2 separate regions of the Mus musculus genome follow, and region 1 is linked to region 2. Evidence: chromatin contacts called from public HiChIP or PLAC-seq data. All regions are on one chromosome and are shown on one strand. Each heading gives the region's core, a stretch centred on a gene start, on an enhancer-like site or on the middle of the called end of the contact. The rest is flanking DNA. Distances are from core to core; before and after follow the strand shown. Region 1 overlaps Prkch (protein kinase C, eta). Region 2 overlaps Prkch (protein kinase C, eta).

The links. HiChIP or PLAC-seq counts read pairs in DNA pulled down with a chosen protein or histone mark.
Region 1: a contact with region 2 is called in an H3K4me3 HiChIP or PLAC-seq map of bone marrow-derived macrophages, with 2.7 times the contacts expected there. The contact joins two enhancer-like sites. A contact is called at or near these places in 6 of 115 datasets of contacts at active chromatin or transcription factors (the 230-238 cell line, CD8 T cells, bone marrow-derived macrophages and 2 more).

Annotation. Positions count from the first base shown.
Region 1 is chr12:73,734,412-73,739,672 of GRCm38.p6, forward strand. All of the region lies in intron 10 of Prkch (protein kinase C, eta), which reads left to right. Among named protein-coding and RNA genes, the nearest start is that of Gm34189, 45 kb to the right of the region's middle. Within about 2 kb of position 2,715, at least 15 of the 459 cell types and tissues checked have an H3K27ac peak or open chromatin away from gene starts, as enhancers often do. A contact at or near this core is called in bone marrow-derived macrophages, where this site is marked.
Region 2 is chr12:73,589,918-73,594,753 of GRCm38.p6, forward strand. The region is part of intron 1 of Prkch (protein kinase C, eta); the gene reads left to right. Among named protein-coding and RNA genes, the nearest start is that of Prkch, 7.5 kb to the left of the region's middle. Within about 2 kb of position 3,269, at least 99 of the 459 cell types and tissues checked have an H3K27ac peak or open chromatin away from gene starts, as enhancers often do. A contact at or near this core is called in bone marrow-derived macrophages, where this site is marked.

The sequences.
Region 1 (5,261 bases), core at 1,465-3,964, 140 kb after region 2:
CATCCACCCATTCATTCAACAGTATTCACTGAAACCTACTGTGGACTTGGGAATGCACCTGTGACCAAGATAGGTCATCTCTCCAGGGATCTAGATCCTTGTATAAAACCATAAAGAAGTAAAAGTAATGACTAGAGTAGAAAGAAATGGTTCTTGTTTGCAACTTTGTTTCCTCGAGCTAAAGGAGGAGAAGTGACAGACAAAAAACCCTCCATGCTTTTCATTATTTATCGTCTAAAGTATTTCTTAGCCGGTTCAGACTGCTATAATAAAATACCACGGTCTGATGTATACACAACAGACGCGTCCTTCTCACAAGTCTAAAGTGCGGGAAGTTTAAGATCAAGATGCGGGTCTATTGATGTCTTGTGGGAGTTTTTTTTTTTTTTTTTCTGGTGTATAGGAATGAAGCAGCCAGTGAGCACTCCCTCTGCAGTCCCCTTGATAAGGACACTGTCTCCGAGGGGGCATGCCCAGTGCACATGGGTATATGCATAGGCACACACAATAAATAAATAAATAAATAAATAAATAAATAAATGTAATAATTTTTTAATTTCAGTAGATCTCGGTTGGGGGGGGGGTGTCTCAGAAACTAGGGCAGTGCTAGAATTTTCCAGTGTACTGAGTGTTTTCCACCTGGTTGGAAACATTGAACTCTCTATGTCTGGGCAGAAAGACTGCTCAAGGAGAACCAGTGGGTAATCTAAGCACTTGGGGAAACAGTAGGATCCTGTCTTTCCTCGTGGCATTTCTATGCGTGGGAGTGGCTTCCTATACCCCAGCCTAGGCCAAGGGGAGCACTGTCCCCATTCACTTGGTTTGCTAGCCCGAAGTGCTACCCCTGCTCCAGCTAAGTTTGCAATTCCTAGGTGAGCCTTCTCCAGGAGAGCTCTTCTTCCATGTCTCCCTAGCCAGTCTGTGCCTCCCACCCTCCCAGGAAGCTTATTTTCACTGTCAGCAAACTCAGAGATGTGGAGTCCATCTTCTTCACAGCCCCTACGAAGGAGAGAAGGCTTTGTTAACTGGCTGACATCCCCTATTCCCAGACTAAGAGGAAAGAAGATATAAGGGGAATCCTTCCATCCTTCACACAGTGGCTCTTCCTCAATAGGCATTTGATGAAATAGTAGTAACAGTTCCTACTGGTGGAGGCCTTCGGAGAGGCCTCTTACAAATCACTGGTGTTTAAGTGAAACTACTGCCTCTGTTCTTTTTGGAGATCACACACATCCTCACCCCCTCCTCTCCCCCTCCCCCTCCCCCTCCCCCTCTCCCTCTCCCTCTCCCTCCCTTCCCCCTCCCCCTCTCCCTCTCCCTCTTCCTCTCCTGTGCACTGCCTACATTTCCCTGCTAAGGTCTTCTTTCCTGTTACACCAGAAACAAACAAACAAATAGAGAAAAGACTACAACCGACTAGTGGGCTCTGCACAGCATAGGAAACAGTCACCCTCCTGCTATGTGGATGTAATTTGTCCCCTCCAAAACCTGTCTTGGAGTTCAGCGTCTGATGTAACAGTGTTGAAAGACTCTAAGAAATGATTAGGCTGGTGCGGCGCACACACCTTGAATGCTGGCACTCAGGAGACAGAGGTGAATGACTTCTAAGGTGGCTGATCTACACAGTGAGCGCTGGTCTGGCCAGGGTTGCACAGTAAGACCTTGTCTCAAAGACACAGGGGAGGCCCTTAGGACATAAAGAGAGGTTGATAGAGTTCTTAACAGACTGAATTTGTTGTTGCAGGGACACACAGTGGCCCCTTGTTCTCTGTGTCTTCTGCACCTGGCATCTGCCTTGGCCTTTCTGCTGTGCCCTGGTAGCACAGGGACCTTGCCACATGTGTCTGTCCAGTCTTAGACTTTCAGCTTCATAATCACAAGCTGAATAAACGCTTTTCTTTTATACATTGTCCTAGCCTCGGGTGTTCTGTTATAACAGCAAAGGACAGACTAAAACATCTGGACCCTTATGTGTATCATAGCAGTATTCATGTCAACCAAAATATTGAAATAACCTAAATGTCCATCAACCAATGGATGAAGGGAATTTGCCTTGGAACACGACTTAGCTTTTTAAGAGGAGGAGGGAAACGCTGTCCTTTATAGCGGTGAAGATGGTCCTAAGGGATATGGCACTAATTCAGGCAAGCCGGACAAAGGAGGACAAACAGCATGATTTCATTTAACTGTGTGATCCCAAAGAGTCAGGCCCATAGAAGCAGAGTAGCCTTGTGGGTGCCAGCATCTAGAGGGAGGTGCTGAACAAAGTGTTCAGAGTTTCGGTAATGAGAGAGAAATAAATTCCAGAAGTCCGTCCTACAGCACGGGGATTGATAACAAACAACGTGTGATGGTTTCTCAGTTTGCTTACGAGGGCTCATCTTGTGTTGTGTTGAGTACTCTGAGCACAGAAGGAGGGGAAGTGCAGCAATTTTGGAGATAATGGGTGTTTAATGCATCAGTTGTAGTGATGACTACATGGATGGGTACTTAACCAAACATACCAAATTGTATGTGCTAAGTATTTGCATCTTTTGGGGTCAATCATACCTCAATAACTTAAAAAAAAAAGAAGTCTCCTCTTTGGTCCTTCATCTTTTAACACAGTTATTGAAAAGAGGAATGTGTTGAAAGACCAGTGTCTCTGGTTCCAAGAATCGCCAGTGCTGATGGTTTTTAACTTATTCCGTATAACAGCACTGGCAGCTGACACAACCTTTTGAACTTCCCTATTTCTGAGGCACTAAAAGAGAGGGATGAAGCAGAAGGGCGAGAGCAGCTCAGGTTGGAGTCATGTTTCCTAGGTAGCAATACAAGTCTACCTAGGTAGCAATGTCTCCTCTTGGGATACAGTGATGGAGGGTAGACTGGCCACTGATATCATCAAGACCCAAGCAACAGTGGAAGAGAAAGAGAAGGTAGACTCTAGTCAGTAACATGTCTGACTGGTGGAGGTGCACACTTTTCCTTTCTGTGAGACATCAGTCTTGTGTGTGCAGGAGGAAGCTGGAAGCTGCTAGCTGTGTCTAGCAGCCTCTGTTGCTGCCTCTGGGAAGCCACTCTGCCTGAGTCCCCTACCCCGCTCCTTCTGCTTGGTGGGCTTGTTTTGTATTCAGGGTCATTTCCTTCCCAGGAACTGGGGAATCTGATCTAAGATTAAAGCAGGCTTAGTTTTTCCCATGTTACAGAGGTAAAGATGAAAATACTGGTAGCAGTTAACTTGTCTTGCTTAAGGGTTACCATATGGATATATTATTACAAATGAGGACCTTCTTAGCATGGGAGGTAGACTGTGCCAATGCACGGTTTGCAGAGCCATGTAGAGACAGAAGAGACTCCGGAAAGATGCCCCCTGACTGGTCCTCTTCCGAGGGACCAGGACATAGAGTTTCCACTTACTGTATTTGGGGTGGGCTGTGAGTTATGGAATAAATACACTGTTTGTGGTTTAAGTGTACGCTTGGTTTGGACCCGTCACCCCAGGCTGTGCACACGACACTGTACTCATTTGCCCCTGCTTGGCTGATGCCTCACACAGATGCAGACTAGGCTATGGTCTAGTCAGTCATGGTCTAGTTTAACCATGAAGGAAATTTCTCCACCATTCCATTATGAGGATGAATAAGCCCTGAGCACCTGCTGTCTACTGTGTTTGCTTTTGAAACTCAAGACAAATGAGATAAGAGACACTTTCACAAGAATTTGTCTGTTGGGGCTTTGAACCATGTGTGTATGTGTGTGTGTGTGTGAGTGCACACACATGTGCACACATACACGATGTCTTAAAGGCTTAATGTAGGCAATACAACAAGAGCACAGAAAAGGCAGTCATTTTGATGGGAAGGCCTTGAGGAAGGAACACCTCTTGAACCTGTGTCAATGTAGGGCGCACCTGCCAGATAGGTTAGAGCAGGAAGGATAGAGGCATGGAAACTAAGAAATTGTGAAGATTCCATGTGATCAGGATGGGAGCCCGGGAAATGGCTGGGATGAAGTCACATCTGAGGAAAGCTGAGGTCGGGGCAAGGGCAGTTTTGAGATGAAGCTACAAGGTTTCAGTTTTCCTTGTCTGTCAGTGGCAGCCATCAGATGTTTGGGGAACAGACCAACAGTGGCCAGCCCAGAAACCAAGATTTCAGAATTTTTGGTCATAGGCCAGGCAGGAAACAATTCTCCAAGCAAGCCAGTGGGGAGAGAAGAGGGATGGAATTGGTAGCGCAGTAAAGCGAAAGTGGACAGAACGAACATGGATGGTAGAGCCCGTAGACATGAAAGATGGCCCAAGATTTCCAGTGATGAGCTTTTAACTTTCCCCACCCCCAAGTCACCACAGCCAAGGGGTGACTTTTTACTTCCAGTCTTTTTACTTCCAGTCTTTCAAAGTCTGAGAAGTCAAGACAGCCCTAGTAGCTATGCCCAGAATGCAGTTAGAAATACAGACTGGCATCTCCCAAGAGAGGAGCCAGGGTAGAGGTTTACATTCAAGAGCCAACTGTCCAAGTGATGTTTAAACTCATGGGATTGAATTCCACAGGTAGAGGGCAAAGGCGAGTATGCGTGGGAGGGAGGATCCTGAACAGGACAGCCTGGGGTCTGTCACCTCAGCATGCTCAACTTATATGTGCAAAATGGCTTCCAGTCTTCCAGCAGGCGACTGCTGCATGACTTGAGAGAGACAGAGGTACCTTTCTCAGATTTTCACAAAGGCGCCGTGTGATCTAGCAGGGATGATGGAAGTTGATGTAGGCAAGAATCAAGAACAGAGCCTCCTAGGGAACCGCCCACCCTTCCAGGGAGGGCAGGGAGGAGGACCTGCCTAAAAGACACTTAGAAGTGGTTAGAGACTTACATAGGATTATTGTGCTTGGTTGCTTCCTTAGTCACCACAGGGATCTCTCATCTGCCCTTGGTTTCGTGACTCAGGCGGACCTATACCCCCAGTCCCACCAGGTCATAGCATCACCCCCTTCCCCAGACCAGCTGGGTTTGCTGGTGATCTATCTCTGTTGGGTTAAGATTCGGAACTGTCACACTTGTGGCTGCCATGTGCTCCTGAAAGCCAATGCTAGGCAGGTGACCATCATCCTTACGAATAGCTGTCTTTGTTTAGTGACCATCGTTGTGCCTGCTGGTGGAGCAGAGAAAGCGGTGCTCTCTGCCCTGTGGTTCATCCAATCACAACCAGGTTCTAGGCAGCCAAGATTCAAGCAGGAACAAGCCACAGCAGCCCAGAGCAGGAGGAACCTTGGCTACCCTCAGGT
Region 2 (4,836 bases), core at 2,019-4,518:
AACGGATCTGCACATGAACCATCAGTTAGATTTTAACGAAAGAGCCCAGAAGTTAGTTCGGTGGGGGAACATGTCCGTCTTCTCAACAAGTGGCCGGGCTGTGTAGCCCTGTGGAGAAGCGGAGGCTTTGGCTTCTACGCCACACCATGCACAAAGTTAATTCGAAATGCAAGAAGAAACTGTAAGATTTCTGTAAGAAATTATAGCAGAAAATCTTAATAATTTTGAGCTCGGCCAATAAATAAATAAATAATAAAGGAAAAAAACAGCTATCCCAAAGCCCATATTATTAGGATTGAGCTTTTTCAGATTTAAAAATTACTTGTTTTTTTTAAAAAAGATTTATTTATTACTATATGTAAGTACATTGTAGCTGTTGATTACAGATGGTTGTGAGCCACCATGTGGTTGCTGGGATTTGAACTCAGGACCTTTGGAGGAGCAGTCAGTGTTCTTAACTGCTGAGCCATCTCACTAGCCTTAAAAATTACTTCTTAAAAGATGTCCAGCATTATGAAAACACAAGCCAATGTCTAAGAGCAGATAACTGCATAATGTAAATTAGGCAGAGTGCTGGCAACACAAATAAATAAAATAACTCTAAAATCGCAACAGTAATGAGAAAACACCCTATTTGTGCAATTTAAAAGCTGGTCATAGCATTTGAATAAAATCCCTTTATGGTAAATAGCATATTATGGTAAATACCATAATCCTAATCACTAAGGAAATACAGATTAAAAACAAAATCACTGTATTCCCCTTGGAAAGGCCAGAGTCAGTGCCCTGCCCGTCCCAAGTGCAGGATAGGAAGGGTGCAGCTGTAGCTGTCCCACACAGCCGTTAGGAAAGCCAAGTGCTGCAGTCCGCTTGGAAAACGGAACATGTGCTTATTGTATGATTTATCTACCCGTGTGTTTACCAAGAGAGATCGAACCATTCACAATGCGACCTGCGCAAGAGCATCCACAGTGGTTTCATCTGTGACAGCTTCCAATCCGGAAACTCGTGTGCAACAAACAGGAATATGTAAATAAATGGAGTTGTAGCCATACCAGTCAGAACACGTGAATTAGTGATGCATGCAGCAATGTGGGTAAATCTCAAGGGAAATCTGCCCTGTGCGTTGGCCACAGCTATGTGGCCCTACCCCCAAAGGGCATTATTGTAGGATTCAATTTATGCAAAGTTCTGGAAAATGAAATTAAGCCTTGGTGACAAGAAGCACATTTGTGGGTGTCTGGGAGTGAGGGATAGATAGAACGTAATGGAGGCTCAGGGGCATTCTGGGGACAGGTGAATTATTTATTATTTTTACAGCGATGATGGGCTCACAGTGACACGCCAAGGGCTCACCAAGGCCTTCACTTTATAGACGTGCCTCACGTTACATTTCAGTCATGCTTCAAGAAGACTGTAGAAAAACAGTCAAGGTTTATCATCTTTATTTTGCTGAAAGTGTAAAATGAGTGCTAACGATGACAGATTTGAGCTGGCACCCTCTCTGGGAAGCAGCATTGCTCCCTCAGAGCAGGATCCTAGAAAACCAAAACCCCATAAAGAAGTGTATTAAGTTAATTTTTGGACACTTTCATTGTCCAGATTATCATTCTTTTTTCTGCTTCTTCTGGAGCTTGTTTGTTTTGTATAATTTCTTGGACTCCAGAATATTCAGAGTTCGCTGAAGGCACTGTTTCCACCCCCGCCCCACGCCCGCCCCCCCCCCCGTCCCCCCCCCCCGCCCCCTGTTCCCCCCACCCCCCGTGGTATTTGCCCTTGTTTTCTGACTCCTCTGGTGTCTAAAACTTGAGGCTGGGTGTAGAGGACATGAAGGAGGCAAGAGGAGCGGGGAGGCTGCGTCATGGAAAGACCTTGGCGCCCCTCAGGAAGGAAGGACCTGCTTGGCGGGATCCCAGGCTCTTTTCCTGTTCAACCTCCCGAAGACATTCCGTTCTGTGTGGCCCTGCAGAGCAGCTCTCTCAGTTTCTCTTCTGAGATACCCCTTTGATAGTCCTGTCAGGTGGAGCTGCCTGGTGCCCTGTGGGCAGCCAGTGACTGTCTCTTGACCTGATTGCTGGACACAAGGGCATGAGATTTTTTTTTTACACCAAATTTCTTCTGTATTTTCTATCACTTGGCTTCTTTCTTCTCTTTTGTACTTTGTAATGGTTATTAATTCTCATGATTGGTTTTTGTTCCCCCTGAGGGAACAAAGGAGCGTCTAGCATTGACTAGCTTGCAGTGTTTTACGGGAATATGATTTAGACTCTCTAGGGAGGTCTGGTCCGACGTCTGAATGAGCTCTCTAGTCCTTCCGTTTCATTGGGAGATGGCTTTTGCTCTGGGAGGGCTGGTTGCTTTGTCATGTAGGTTATGGCTGGGATGGATAGCTGCCTCCACAGATGCATCCTTCCCACCTCTGCTCTTATCACTCTCTGCGATCACTTTGCTAATCAACTTCTTTATTATACCTCTCCTATGTTTTCAGTGTTGGCGATTGAACCCAGGGCCTTCACCCATGCTAGCCAGTCTCTCCCGTCACTGGGCTACACTGCTAGCCCTCACATCTCCCTTCTGTAGTGTGTAAGGTCTTGGGGAACAGGGTACTCTTCTGACCCCAGCACTGTGAACAGTCTGTGGTATGTGACACCAGATGTCTGTTAAAACAAACAAACAAACAAACAACCCCAACAAATAAATAAGAGAAAGAAGTTTTATGTGATGTTGGGGCAAATAAAGTGTATGTATTTGGAGAATATCTTTTTCTTTAAACCTTTCATTCATCTTCTAAGCCAGTCAGTGTTGCATCTGTTGATCAGTGGCATACCCACGTGACCTTGAAAGATTGGCTTGGATGTTTATGTCCATTAAATATATTAGTAGATGGAAAATGCTCTGTGTGGTGGGCTTGTTGGTTTTCTGGGGCAGGAGGTCCCAACCACCCCTGGGCAGGTGCTTGTGGGTTGTATAAAACATAGATAGGCCAACAGAGTTCCTCCATGGCCTCTGCCTCAGTTCCTGCCTCCAGATTCCTGCCTTGAGTTTTCCTCAATAAAGGACTGTGACCTGCCAGACGAAATGAATCCTTTGTTCCTCAGGTTGCTTTTAGTCATGGTCTTTATCACAGCAATAGCAAGCAAACTAACATAGATGCAACATCCCTGGCTTTATCCATTCTAAAAGTCTATGGGTTTTGTATTGGTAGTATCTGGTAATTCCCTTCAGTTGAAATTTTTGAGCCCTGGGTTATGTCTGGAGGCATAAGCAAGAGCTGCATGGGAGGAGTCTGAATCATCTCGCCTTGTGCAGTGTGGTTATCTGAGAGCATCTGAAAAGGTACCTTGTGGAGGCAGAAGTGGACGAATTTTTAGGAGGTGAGTAGCAAGCAGTTAGGGAGGGAAGTCCCTGAAGTCTTTCTTCTACAGTTTTTTTTTTTCTATTTTATGCAACAGCTGGCTATCGCATATCTCATTGTGTATCGATGGCTAAGTTCTCTTTTATTAGGATGTAATAAAAGATCGAGCCTGCGTAGTGACTGCTTTCTACTCTTACTGCTGTAACACCCAGAGTGGCCTTTCTCAGTTGCCACCCAGAAACCACAAGCTCCTCCTCGGTTTCTCGGGCCTGATCAGAGAAACCCACAATTTCTAGTTCAGTTCGGGGTGTTCTCCTTTGTTTTGCTGCTGGTTTCCTCTTGAGACATCTGTCTCCCCGCACTCTAGCCCACACGCTGCAGAGTGAGAACCTTCCAGTTCCCCCACAGACCCAAGCATAGTGCTCATTCCTACCTACAGGCTTCCTGACAGACGATAGCCAGCCAAGAGAACCTTCTCTGACCTGTCCAGTTCTGCTTTGCTGCTCCTTCCATCCCTCTTGGCCACAACGTCTCTAACCTGAAGGAATGGAGTGTGAATGGCTTGTCTCTCACAGACATCTGGGAAACTGGTCTGTGGCAGTTCAGAGTATACGGCAGCCAAGTGACTAAGCCTCTTCTTTTTCGGTCTAGAGGTAGCTGGTGTAATAGACACATCTCTATCTGAAATGCCCAGCTAAGCATGCCCACCGTGGAAGAGTGAGCTATGGACCAGGCTTGATGTTGTGTACCCTTGAGAGTCCGTGGGTGAAACAGACGCAGCCTGTTCCTTTGTAGGTCTCATAGTTCCAGTGAGGAGATAAATTGGGGATGGAAAACCCATAAACAACACTAGCCAGGAAATTACAGCATGGAGGCCGGTCGTCAGGTATTGGTAAGCAACTGGTTTGGGGGAAATACAGACATTTTCCTGGAGAGAAGAGGAGCTGATTTATAATGCTCTTGCATAGATAACCGTGGGTGACCTGCTTTGCTTAAATGACGGAAAGATCCCTCCTCAAGAGGAACAGGAACTTCTGACCTGATGATGCTCTCCAGGAGACATCACAGGTGAAAGGCCTTCCTGCGTCTCTGAGCTCCCTGCCCCCAGACGCTTTGGAAACTATGGCAAGGAATTATGTTTTGATATCTGTAAATAGCCTGCGAATATTTGTGACTTCCACGGGCAGAAAGCAGTTAACTCTGTGTTTGACTCACACAGCACCTCAAGTTCTGTATCTTCTTGAACCAGGAGCCAGTTAGTGTTGTGACACTCCAGTTTGCCACGGTCTCCACCGCTCCCTGTTACACAAGCAGACCCTTTGACTCAGGGCCTTCTCAACCCTGGGAGGAGGGTCGGAGCTGGTGACACCATAGCCTATACCTTCATTTTCAGGATGTGGGAACTAAAATTCCAGCCCAAGCAGTATTGTTGCTGTGCTCACAGGAAGTGTCACACACACACACACACACACACACACACA